Linked DNA regions of Mus musculus: all the other regions are linked to region 1. A link is a contact called in public promoter capture Hi-C data. All regions are on one chromosome and are shown on one strand. The core of a region is the stretch at or near the end of the contact, and the rest is flanking DNA. Distances in the headings are between cores, read along the strand shown. Region 1 overlaps Zfp507 (zinc finger protein 507). Region 2 holds the start of Pop4 (processing of precursor 4, ribonuclease P/MRP family, (S. cerevisiae)). Region 3 has its middle 9.3 kb from the start of D530033B14Rik. Region 4 holds the start of Ccne1 (cyclin E1).

Evidence for each region. Promoter capture Hi-C pulls out the DNA fragments that hold promoters and counts their contacts.
Region 2: a contact with region 1 is called in a promoter capture Hi-C map of hippocampal neurons, with 3 times the contacts expected there. The contact joins the promoter of Pop4 here to the enhancer-like site in region 1. A contact is called at or near these places in 5 of 39 promoter capture datasets (the 3T3-L1 cell line, the C10 cell line, hippocampal neurons and 1 more).
Region 3: a contact with region 1 is called in a promoter capture Hi-C map of hippocampal neurons, with 6 times the contacts expected there. The contact joins two enhancer-like sites. A contact is called at or near these places in 1 of 39 promoter capture datasets (hippocampal neurons), 3 of 115 datasets of contacts at active chromatin or transcription factors (astrocytes, large pre-B cells and pro-B cells) and 1 of 9 other capture datasets (adipose tissue).
Region 4: a contact with region 1 is called in a promoter capture Hi-C map of hippocampal neurons, with 8 times the contacts expected there. The contact joins the promoter of Ccne1 here to the enhancer-like site in region 1. A contact is called at or near these places in 5 of 39 promoter capture datasets (the 3T3-L1 cell line, the C10 cell line, cranial neural crest and 2 more), 2 of 115 datasets of contacts at active chromatin or transcription factors (forebrain and large pre-B cells) and 1 of 9 other capture datasets (adipose tissue).

Annotation. Positions count from the first base shown.
Region 1 is chr7:35,771,166-35,773,880 of GRCm38.p6, reverse strand. Zfp507 (zinc finger protein 507) reads left to right here. Exons shown (of 7, transcript NM_177739.3): 7 at 1-1,535. Among named protein-coding and RNA genes, the nearest start is that of Dpy19l3, 18 kb to the right of the region's middle. Within about 2 kb of position 1,345, at least 3 of the 459 cell types and tissues checked have an H3K27ac peak or open chromatin away from gene starts, as enhancers often do. A contact at or near this core is called in hippocampal neurons, where this site is marked.
Region 2 is chr7:38,270,002-38,272,716 of GRCm38.p6, reverse strand. Pop4 (processing of precursor 4, ribonuclease P/MRP family, (S. cerevisiae)) reads left to right here and starts at 1,369. Exons shown (of 7, transcript NM_025390.4): 1 at 1,369-1,570. The coding sequence starts at 1,564.
Region 3 is chr7:38,173,145-38,175,859 of GRCm38.p6, reverse strand. No RefSeq gene overlaps it. Among named protein-coding and RNA genes, the nearest start is that of D530033B14Rik, 9.3 kb to the left of the region's middle. Within about 2 kb of position 1,324, at least 65 of the 459 cell types and tissues checked have an H3K27ac peak or open chromatin away from gene starts, as enhancers often do. A contact at or near this core is called in hippocampal neurons, where this site is marked.
Region 4 is chr7:38,106,083-38,108,797 of GRCm38.p6, reverse strand. It overlaps Ccne1 (cyclin E1), which reads left to right and starts at 1,308. Exons shown (of 12, transcript NM_007633.2): 1 at 1,308-1,476; 2 at 1,969-2,011; 3 at 2,115-2,202; 4 at 2,451-2,519. The coding sequence starts at 1,998.

The sequences.
Region 1 (2,715 bases), core at 96-2,595:
ATCTGTGAAGGTTAATTCATTTCTGTTATATGGATTTTAATAAGAAAATGGATTTATAGATACTAATTCAATTTCCCTAAATTTATTCTATATGGACTTAGATGAATTTTCTCATATTTTCACAATTCAAATATTTATATTTAATGCCAAATGCAAAAAAAATTCATGTTTCCATTTTTATCACCCATTGCTATTGTGCCTACTGGGTCTGGTTTTCATTTTGCTGTTAGTCTAACCAATAATAGCCTTCAGTGAATTTTCTGTGGCTTTAATTTTCCACAATTGGTTAAAAAATAGTAATCACCCAAACCCCCTACCATTTCAGCAGGGCGGCTGGCTCTTCAGAAGATGCTTCCACGTCCCTTCAGACCACATGATAGCAAGCATGAGTGCAAGCCTTCCCCCACCCACGGGGAAATGTAATAACCCAAAGGTTCAGAGCCTCCGCTCTGTCGTGCGTTCATATGAGCCCTTGGGCCTGGGCCCTGCATGTCCTGATAGCATTTACAGCAAGGCTCTACCACGAAGCAAGATTCTGAGTAACACAAGCATGTATGTATGGTTGTCATTGCTGGGGAGACTCTTACCCGGTCAGGGTCACTGCTCAGAGGAGTATCCTGACCACTGCTCTAAGCTTTGGCATGGGAAACCCTGATTTTTGTCTCTTGCTCTGACCACCTGCGCTTCTAAGAGCAAATGGGGAATACTGCTTTAAAATTACTGTGTTCAGTAAACATTAGATGGAGAGAGAGGTGCCAGTTGTGACCTTTATAAATATCATTTTGTCCCTTGCTGTGATCACAGGACTCTGGCAGATGCCCTCACTGGCCTGTCAGCCATGTGCCTGTTCACTTTATCTGTGGCTTGACCACACGCAGCGATCGATACCGGCTGAAGCTTCTGCCCTGGACCGCTCAGTCCCCTGTTCGAGGTTACCATCGGTGGCTTTGTAATTACTGTTCTTTTCCTCACAAAACAAATGTGAGCATCATGTTTACATCGCATCTCTGCAGCGTAGTTGGCTTGACAAAGATGAGCAGGTGTCTCTGGTCTCAGTTTCATAAGCACTTATTTAATCAGGTTTTCAATTGTGCAGCAAGGTGCTCAAAGTAATAGTCTATAAATATATTTAATAGAAACTTGAGTTTGACATTCATGGGCGTAAAGACATGTATTTTTTTTTTAAAGAAATAAGTATTGTGTAACACTATGGCTTTGCTTCTGTAGCCCAAGTAGAGAAACTTCTGGAACGCCATGTAAAAAAGCAATGATTGATTCTGACGCTGATTCATTAAAACTGGATGATTGGCGTTTGGTGACATTCTGTTGCCCGCCCACCCATCACGCTGCAAACCGTGTTTGTGGCAGCACAGGCCGCCTGGTTAGAAGAGTGAGTGCAGCAAGCTCTCTGGCTGGCACCTCTTAATTTTCAGAAGAACTGTCCAAAATTAGAGTAATTTATTTTGCTTTACAGGAGTTTGCCATGTATTGACTTAAATATTGTATTTTGGTAATAAATTTTTTTTGTTAAAAAACCACTTGTTTCTAAGTTTCCTTAGCTGTCTGCGTGTATTCCTGTCTTGGGTTTGTTGAGTTAGAAACTTGCATTTAAGCCACTGAAAGCTTCCCGGGAGCTGGTTGGGGTTTACTGTTAGGCTCTGTTAAGTTGCTGAGGTAGCCCTGGCGCACCAGGGCTGCGTTTCACAAGCATGGGCTCTGGGCCTTCTCCCCTGTTCAACAGCCCTTTAGCTTCCACAGCAGACATGGCGATGCTTCCAGTGCTGAGCTGGGGGTGCCGGCTCCCTTCCTGTAATTAGAACTGCTGAAGGCCACCGACTACAACGCTCCTCATACTTCGATCCTCTCGTAGCCTATCACCAAACAATCTCTTACAGTCGATTCCTTGCAGAGGCCACAGGTGCTCTAATGACTACAGCACTGGGTTTGCTTCCCCCAGTTCGTGCCCTAGGATCCCAGGCCCTCCCAGCTGGAAGTGACTCAAAACAAAGAATTCTCCTTGATAGCTACAGCCTCTTGGACTGTTCTCTGTAGGGTGATGTGGTCCTATCTCTTCTCTCAAGGACCAGATCTCAACACTGTGCCATGACAAGCTAGGAGTATAAGTCAGAGCAGGGGGGGACCTAGATCCAGATCATGGGGTCCCATATGACAGCCATAGCCACATGACTACTGAGCACTGGAGATGGGACTTGTGTTCTGAGGGTAAAACAGAACAGTTGCAAAAATTGAGTACAAAAAGGAACGTAAAGCATCCCAATAGCTTTATATGTTGGCAACGTGTTAAAATAGCTTGGCTATATTGAGTTAAATAAAACATGTTAAAGTCATTTCACTTTGTGTTAGCTTTTCGTTTCTATAGCAAAATACCTTTAACAAAACCAAACCAAAATAAAACCCTCTTAGGTTGACTTGGCTCATGGTTTCAGAAGCTTCTAGCCAAGATCATCTGCAGTGAGGCAGGATCTTATGGTGGGAACATGCAAAGCAGATAGAGAGCTCATAGTGGCTAGGATATCATGGTGGATAGCTCAGTGAGGAGGGGCAGGCAGACAGGTGACAAGATAAAAACATAAGACTTACCCAGGGCAGAGCCAGGAACTGTTATCTCCTGCCAGGCCCCACCTCTGATAGTGGCATCAAATGATGAATCCATGCCTAGCTTGCTGGCTGATGCTAAACTCAGTCCCCAAAAGT
Region 2 (2,715 bases), core at 120-2,619, 2.5 Mb before region 1:
ACTTTTGTCTTTTATCATAATGACAGACACTAATGTTCCAAGTCTGAAGAATGCCTTCTAGACTGGATATAATAAGATAGACTATAAATTCCAATGCTCCAGAAGGCCAGGCAGGAATGTTGCACTTTCAAGCTCAGCCTAGACCACAAAGCAAGTGTCTGGGACACTGTCTTCAGTGAAAAAGAATCAATTTTTTAAAAGAGCAAACATTTTGAGACCAATGGGGTAAGATGCAATGAGCACAGGAAAGAAAGGAAGGGAGGGAGGGAGGGAGGGAGGGAGGGAGGGAGGGAGAGAGAGAGAGAGAGAGAGAGAGAGAGAGAGAGAGAGAGAGAGAGAGAGAGAGAGAGAAGAAAGAGAAGAAAGAAAGAAAGAAAGAAAGAAAGAAAGAAAGAAAGAAAGAAAGAAAGAAAGAGAGAGAGAAGAAGAAGAAGATAGGTGCCTTTTAGACATGTAAAACGTTTAACTAAGGAACCCCATGTAAAACGTTTAATTAAGGAACCCCAGTACACCCAAGGCAGCACCTGATAACCAGAACCCAGTTACATCACTCAAGACAACTAGACACAGTCCTAGAACCCCATGACACCCAGTGGACAGTGTATTAGTGGGCACCAAGAGCAATGCTCTGCTCTGCACAACTGAAGAGAAGCCACCTTCATCTGCCCTGCGGCTGGAGAGTAATCTGACACTCCAATCAAAAACTTCTGTTGGAGACTGGACCTGACCTTCAGCTAAGATAAGTCACACAGGAGGGTAGCCTTGGGGAGATAGGCTTAGGTAGTTAGGAATTTAGGGGGTGAACCTATGAAATGACCGTTTGCATAATAAAATGTAACTTTTGTTATACTAGCTACACTAACTACACGTCTCTACCTTCTTGCATCCGATAGCAAATAAACCTACTCTTTTTCTTTACTAATAGGAAAAAGACCTTTGAACGAGGTCATAAAAGTATTTAGTAGCAGAAACAGGACTAAATACCCCCGGCCACCAGTACAAAATATGACTAGTATTCTCGGGAGTAAATTCTAGATTACCCAGGGCAACACTGTAAGCCTCTTGCTTAAAAAAAAAAAAAAAGGAATCCCACAGTCGTTACCGCCGATATCCCCGGCCAACTTGTGCCCTCCCTCGTCCCCAATCTCCCTCGCGTCCTCTCTATGGCAGCTTGCTCTCGCTACATTTCATTAATCCTGACCCCCCAACACGACTACTCCAGTTACAGACACTTGCATACTGAACACCACAGCAGACCCGCAAAATCCGCTCCTCTCTCAACCACAGAGCCTGTGCCAGTGACGGACGCACACAGATGCCGTCGCGTCAATGACGTCAGAGAGGCGCCCGATCCGAAATCTGGTCGCCATCCCCTGACGCAGGGTGGAGCAAGTCCGTGCACTTTGTTAATTGTCTCTTGGGCTTATCGGATTTTTCCAGTGGAATTTTAAACAAAAAAGCAGCGTCCCGGCGGGAGAAAGCCGCTGAACAAAGCGAAGAAAGGAAAGGAATGAGTGAGGCCTGAAGGAGACATCGCCAGAGAGCTCCGGAAGCTGGCCGACAATGAAGGGTAAGTGGGATGAGGGACGCGGAGCGGGGCCGGGGTGGGAATATAGAACCTCGGAACTAGAAGTTGGCTTGGGAAATGAATCAGGGATACCTGTCTCAACAGAGTCCTAAGGCAACTTCCAGGGAATTACCTTAGTACACAAAAGAAATGGAGGCCCGGAGTCTGAATCCGCCGTCTCAGTCTCTTAGCTAGGAATAAATGTCAGGATCGAGTTTGTGTGCTCTCCTCAGGGGCCTCTCGGGGGAACTAGAAGAGATGGGTCCAAGTTCTTGACCGGACCTAGCTACTACCTTCCCGTATAACTTCTGTCAAGGACCTGCACCCCTCTGCCACCTGGTTTTCACCCTTGCCCCTGTAAAAAGCTGCTGAGGGGCAGTATCGTACACCTAAGGCTTTGGAATTTGAGCCGAAAAGAGCTGTGCCCAGAAGGGCAGCCAAGCACTGGGGCAGTACTAGAGGAGAGAGGTAAAGATATTGCCTCTGATTTGGTGATTCATGCCCTTTTTGTCTGAGAACAAGTTTCTTAGCGTGTCTCAGCTACCACTTTATTATGTGCATAACAAAGAAGAGCTACTGTTAAAAATTGCTTAGAAAGATTAATGACATTAAGATAATATATATGCACACTCACTCAACCAACCGCTTGACAAGCTGTGAGTGTCCCACACCTACTGCATGTTGCAGAAAGACTTTCAACTTTGATGCGAGGCATCTGGGGTAAATAAAACAAAGTTCTTCCTGGGATTCCAGCCCCTGCATGTTTATCACAATAAAGTTCAATCTTGATCCATTGTTCAAGAGAGAGCTAGATTCTGTATATAAAACTTGTGGTACCTTGGTTTGTTTGCTTGGGTCAAGCATATACTCAGGGAGACAGAGATGGATTGTTTGTTTGTTTGTTTGTTTCTTATTGTTGCTGTTGGGATAAAGTCAGCTATGTACTCCTGACTAGCCTGGAGCTCACCGTGTGAACCAGCTCGGCCTCTACCTCTCAAGTAATGGGATGGATCAACCATGTGTGCCGCCACACCCAGCTCAGAAGTGCAGTGTATAGGGTGTAGTGTGAACTGCACTTTCTGGTCATGGGCCCTTCCTTTTCCCATTTACTCCTGTAGTCTCTGCCCCAGTGCCACCATGATGATTGC
Region 3 (2,715 bases), core at 75-2,574, 2.4 Mb before region 1:
TGCACAAGCCCACACACCATGCCCACCTCACTAGATGCTTCTTAGTCCAGTCAAACTGACAGCTAAATAAACCACGGACAGCAGTGGCTTTGGATCATCCCTGGGAAAGGGGAAGCCTCAAATCCTGGGCTGCACACCCAGCTTTTAAGCCATTCATCCTTCCTACAAGAGAATAAGGTCTACGGAAAGTCCCCCACCAGTACTACACTCTGGGAAGCTGTCTCTGACCTTATGTCAAGCCAAGAGATGCTGCTGATGTTGGAGGGGCAGATCCTAGGTCTAGAGAAGCATGGAGGCCCCCAGTTGCACACTAAAAAGTTAATGTGCAGTGTGTGTGTGTGTGTGTGTGTGTGTGTGTGTGTGTGAGTGGTGAGGGAATATGGGTATGGGTGTGTGTGCACATGAATTTGTATGCCCCTGAGCCCAGAGACCTCCAACACCACAGGGACTGACGTTATAGGTGATTATGAACTACTCTATGTGGGTACTAGGAATCAGGCTCAGGCCACTTGATCTCTGTGCTCTTAACTTTTAAAAACAATCTCTTCAGCCCCAGGCAGGTGAATTCTTAGGCTGATGAGGGAATAGAAGACAGTGTCAGGCTGTTGAAAACAGAGTCAAAGCAGAGGGGAAGGTCTCCTGGACCTCTGAGCTTCTCACCACCCCAACTCGAGTGGAGGCTGAAACACACACACACAAACCCGTGTGGAAAAACAGCAGAGCATTATCCAGGACTGAAGACCCGCTGTTTGAGCCTTCCAAAAGGCTTTGGAATTTGTAAGTGGCTCTTCTGGAGCTGGGTCTCTGGGGATACATAAGTGACCCGACACCTGGTAAGGTCTTGATTTAACTGTCAGGGACACTATCTCCCGACCCTACTCCATCCCTCCCTAGCCTACAGACTGTAACACGTCAGCTGCCTCATAGAGGGCAGGCCTCCTGTGCCCTTCCTTCCCCAATTCCATGCTGAAAATCCTCTCACGTCAAAGGCCCATGTTCCCATCCCTCTGGAAATAGGGTGACTTTAGTGTGGAAGAACATCTTTGGGTCTGGAATTCAGGGACACACTGAGATTCTTTTGCGGGGGAGGGGTACCTCCTTGTTGGGTGCCAGGCCTAAACCCACTGATTTCTGTGAGGCCTAAATCCTCTCCTCAGGCTCACATTGTTCCGGGGACCAGAGGCACACACTTTGCATTTGCCCTGCTGGTGCCTGGGCTCGCAGAAACGGATCTCTGCAAGCCAAGCGATGTCTGTTAAGCAGCTCCTCGGAATAGCTGCAGAAACCTACCATTTGCAAAGCCACTTGCCGCTAGGCGGTAGACAATGGGGCCCGCAGGAAGGAGGGGGACTGTGCCCAGGGACGCCCGACACACGTGCGCCCGGCTCTCTGTGTCTCGGCCTCTAAAACAAAAGCCGGGCGGCATCTGTGCGGGGGCTGCACGCACGGCACCGGTTCCACGCAGCAGAGCCAGGGAAACAAAGGGCCCAGCCTCGCTGTCGGGGGCGGGGGGACAATTATACACCCAGGAAATCGTGTCTGTGGATTTGAAACGAATGAGGACCGCGCTCCCAAACAATGCCTGTTGTTTGCACCAAGCTGCTTTCTGCTAAGTTCCATCCTGTCATTTGCATGCCGTTTCAATGACATTAATGAATCACGGCCGGGTTTTTGTTTTGTTTACACGAAATAAAAATTTTCCTGTCCTTTATTATTGAGATAATCACCCCGCCAGGATGCACGGGCGTGCCAGACACCAGCTTCCTTTCTCCTGGGCTGGAGAGGAGAGTCCATTCTCCCACCCGGCCCCCTACCGACTTCAGCCCTCTCACATTCTTAGGGCCCCAGAACTTGTTTGCTGCGGGGACAGTCGGGGTCAGGGAGGAGGGTGCGTGGACCAGGAGAGCAGCGGGACAGGGGTCTCTCTTGAAGTTATATTTGCAAAACAGTTACAACGCATTCACTTTGTAAGTTTCTTAAAAAGTCAGTTTTTTCAGAGGAAAATATCCGAACTCCAAAATGTCCTGTAGCCTTTCAGAATTTTTAGCGGGATCAACTGAGGAGCAGCACTCAAACTACCGGGAGATCCAGGCCTTCCCGTGGCCCAGGAACAGAGCAGCCCCAGAGCAGCCCACCTCTACCTGACAGTCTCCGGCTCTTCCTCCTTAGCTCTGATATTCTCTCTCTGCACAATGTCTGACTGGAAGGATCAGGTACCCTGGATCTATCTGGGATGAGTTCTCAAGGGATTGTTATAAAGGTGCTTATTGGGACAGACCTTCAAACAACTTTTCCCTGTGGTAGGCTAGAGGGCTGAAGCTCACCGGAGGCCCAGAGATGCCGGATAGGAAATGCCAAGCCTGCTTCTGCAGCCGCTTCTGCTATGCTGCCTTTCTCCTCCTCTCTCCTCCTTCTCTTCTTCCTTCTCCTCTTCTTTCTCTTCTTCTTCCTCCTCCTTCTCTTCTAGCAGTATATATTCATTTATTTGTTATATGTGTACACGCGTGTGAAAGAGTGTGTACGTTTATGCCCACCATGTGCATGCCGGCCTGGTACCCTCGATGGCTAAAAGAGGCCATTGAATTCCCTGGAGCTGGAGTGACAAGGGATAGTGAGTCACCTGATGTGGGTCCTGGGATGTTCTGCAAGGACAGCAATGCTCTTACTCTGTGTCCATCTTTGCAGCTCCCAGTCACTTGGTCCTATCAGGGATGG
Region 4 (2,715 bases), core at 59-2,558, 2.3 Mb before region 1:
TTTCTCTCTTTCTTTCTTTCTTTCTTTCTTTCTTTCTTTCTTTCTTTCTTTCTTTCTTTCTTTCTTTCTTTCTTTCTTTCTTTCTTTCTATATCATTTACTAACATAAGGGAAGTGACCCTTTTGGTCCAAGATACAGAAGGGGCAACGGGATAAGAAAACAGAGTGAACAAGAGATTGGAAGAAACAAGTGCTTTGCCATAGTTTAACACTGGAGGGGACGTCCTGGGGAAAGGTACGCCGGAGAGGAAGTGGTTACCAAAGACCTTCAAGTTTTCCGGAAGCACAAACAGCTGGAATGGGTCAGAAGAGAGTAAAGCAAGCTCTGAGGCTCTGGGGTGCGAAAGGGCACCGGATGCTGGATCCAGCAGCTCGGGCGGAGGGCTGAAGGTCAGGTCTGGGGTGGGTGAGGGTCACTTCACGTTTGTGAGGCATGTGCATACTCTGAGGTTGATGAAAACACTTGGAGTAAAATTATAGGCTGGAGACTGCCTCACCTCATGGGGACCTAAGGGTCAGAGAGGCTTTCTGCAAACGGGTTGGGCCCATGTGTGCTAGAGGCACAGAAATGTGCTTGGGTAGCCTAATGAATGAATGAATGGGTGGATGAATGGACCAGAAACACTGACAGGTTAAAGGACCTGCTGCTGGTCCACAGGAGACCTAACAGCAGCAGCCTGAATGCTGGTTCCGGTCCCAGGAGCCACAAGCTGTTGTGACCTTGGGGACACCCACGCGCCGGACTCGGCCCGGAACTCTGCGTCTCAGGGGCGGGGAGGACGAGTCAGGAGGGACAGTGCGCGCGCGCGGGAGACCGGCGGATGACGGGTTCTTAACTCCGGGCCCTCCCGTGCCTCACTCCAGTCAAGCCCGGCCGCCGATCATTGCGATCTGCCCTGCTGACATTCCACTTGGGCGGCCCATGCCGCTCCTCCCGGCCCCGCACGCTCAGAATCCTTCAGGCGCTCGCGCCAAGATTCTCCCGCGTCAGCGAGCCCGCCCCGCAGCCGCGCGCGCCAGACGACTCTCCCGCGTCCCGCCCCGCGCAGGCCCCGCCTACCACGTCCGCACCCCGCCCCCGGCGCGCAGGCCCTGACATCTAGCCCCACCCCTTTAGTGCATGCCACGCCCGTAAAAGAACACGCCCCCCGGGAGGCCACGCCCCCACCAGAGCTCCTCGCTGGTCCGCGCGGCGACGGGGCGGGCCCCGGGCCTGCGGCGGCCGCTGAGGGGCTCGCAGCCCTCGGGGCGGGGCGCGAGGGCGGGACGGGGCCGGTGCCGCGCGCTGGGATTTTTAAATGTCCCGCTCGAAGCCGGGCGCAGGAGCAGCCGGCTCGACAGCCAGCGCGGTGTAGGGGGCAGGCGCGGATCCCGCCAGCGCCGCGCGCTCGGCCGCCGCCTCCCGCCTCCTGCTTCCCGCTCGCCGTCGGCCTCCTGCCCGCTCGAGCGCGCCTGCCTGCGGCGGACACAGCTTCGGGTACGGGCTGCCTGGACTCCCGGGACTCCCGGGACTCCCACGACTCCCAGGCGTCCGGACCGGGTCCGACCAGACCGGACCGGGCCCGGGTGGGGGTGGGGCGAGGCCGGGTCACCCGGTCCCCTGAGGTATCAGCTCGGGGTGCCCCGGCCGGGGTGGCTGTGAGAGACGGGTCAGGGGTAGGTGTAGAAAGGGACACTGAGGCAGCCCCGGCCCCGAGGACGGTGATGGAGCGGGGGGTCCTCTTGAAGGGCGGCTGGGCCTCCATCCCCAACCTCAGGTTCGGACCCAGGGTCGCAGGCTGCTGGCGGCGCCTGCGGGTGACAAGCCACCCGGGCCCATCGGCCATTTTCCCGGCCGGCCTCCGGGCCCAGGAGGCTCCCGCCGCCGCCGCCCGCGCGGGAGGGGGGAGGGGTGCCCGGGACGAACTGGAAGACTCAGGTCCCCTCTGCGGGCCGTGCTCACCACGATGCTTGCTTGTTGTCCTCCCAGGTCTGAGTTCCAAGCCCAAGTCCTGAGCCATGCCAAGGGAGAGGTGAGTGGCCTCCCTGCTGCGGGAGGGTAAGGGTGAGTAGCGGTGGGGGAGGGGCGGCCTGAGTTTTTGGGGAGCAGCACCCCATGACACCATGCCCTTGCAGAGACTCGACGGACCACAGCAACATGAAAGAAGAAGGTGGCTCCGACCTTTCAGTCCGCTCCAGAAAAAGGAAGGCAAATGTGGCCGTGGTGAGTACAAAGGATACAGGTTGGGAAGGGGACAGCCCACCCCCCCTTCCATCTTACCTGGGTACCAAATTTGGTTCTTCTTACCTACTAGTGAAAAGAATTAGTTGAGAGAGAGGTTTCCTTTAGTTGAATGTCGTTCATGACCTAACAAACATTTCCCCCTTTTTCTCTTGTGTTTTTTGTCTTTGGGTCGCACCATGTGGACCCATGGTGGACCGGGATTTTTTTTTTTTTTTTTTTTTTTTTAGTTTTTGCAAGACCCAGATGAAGAAATTGCCAAGATTGACAAGACTGTGAAAAGCGAGGATAGCAGTCAGGTAGGTCTGCTGCCTACAGGGTATTCTGCCTCCTGGGTTCCAGGTTTTCTTTCTTCCAACTTTCCCAAAACAGAGCTGCAGGCCACATGGCTGAACCTCTGAAGCTTGTCAATGTGGCCTGGTCTCAGTTGGGCCTGGGGTTGTGGGAGGGGTTTGTGTTTCCTGAATGGCACCTTTAAGGTTACAGGTACTGATA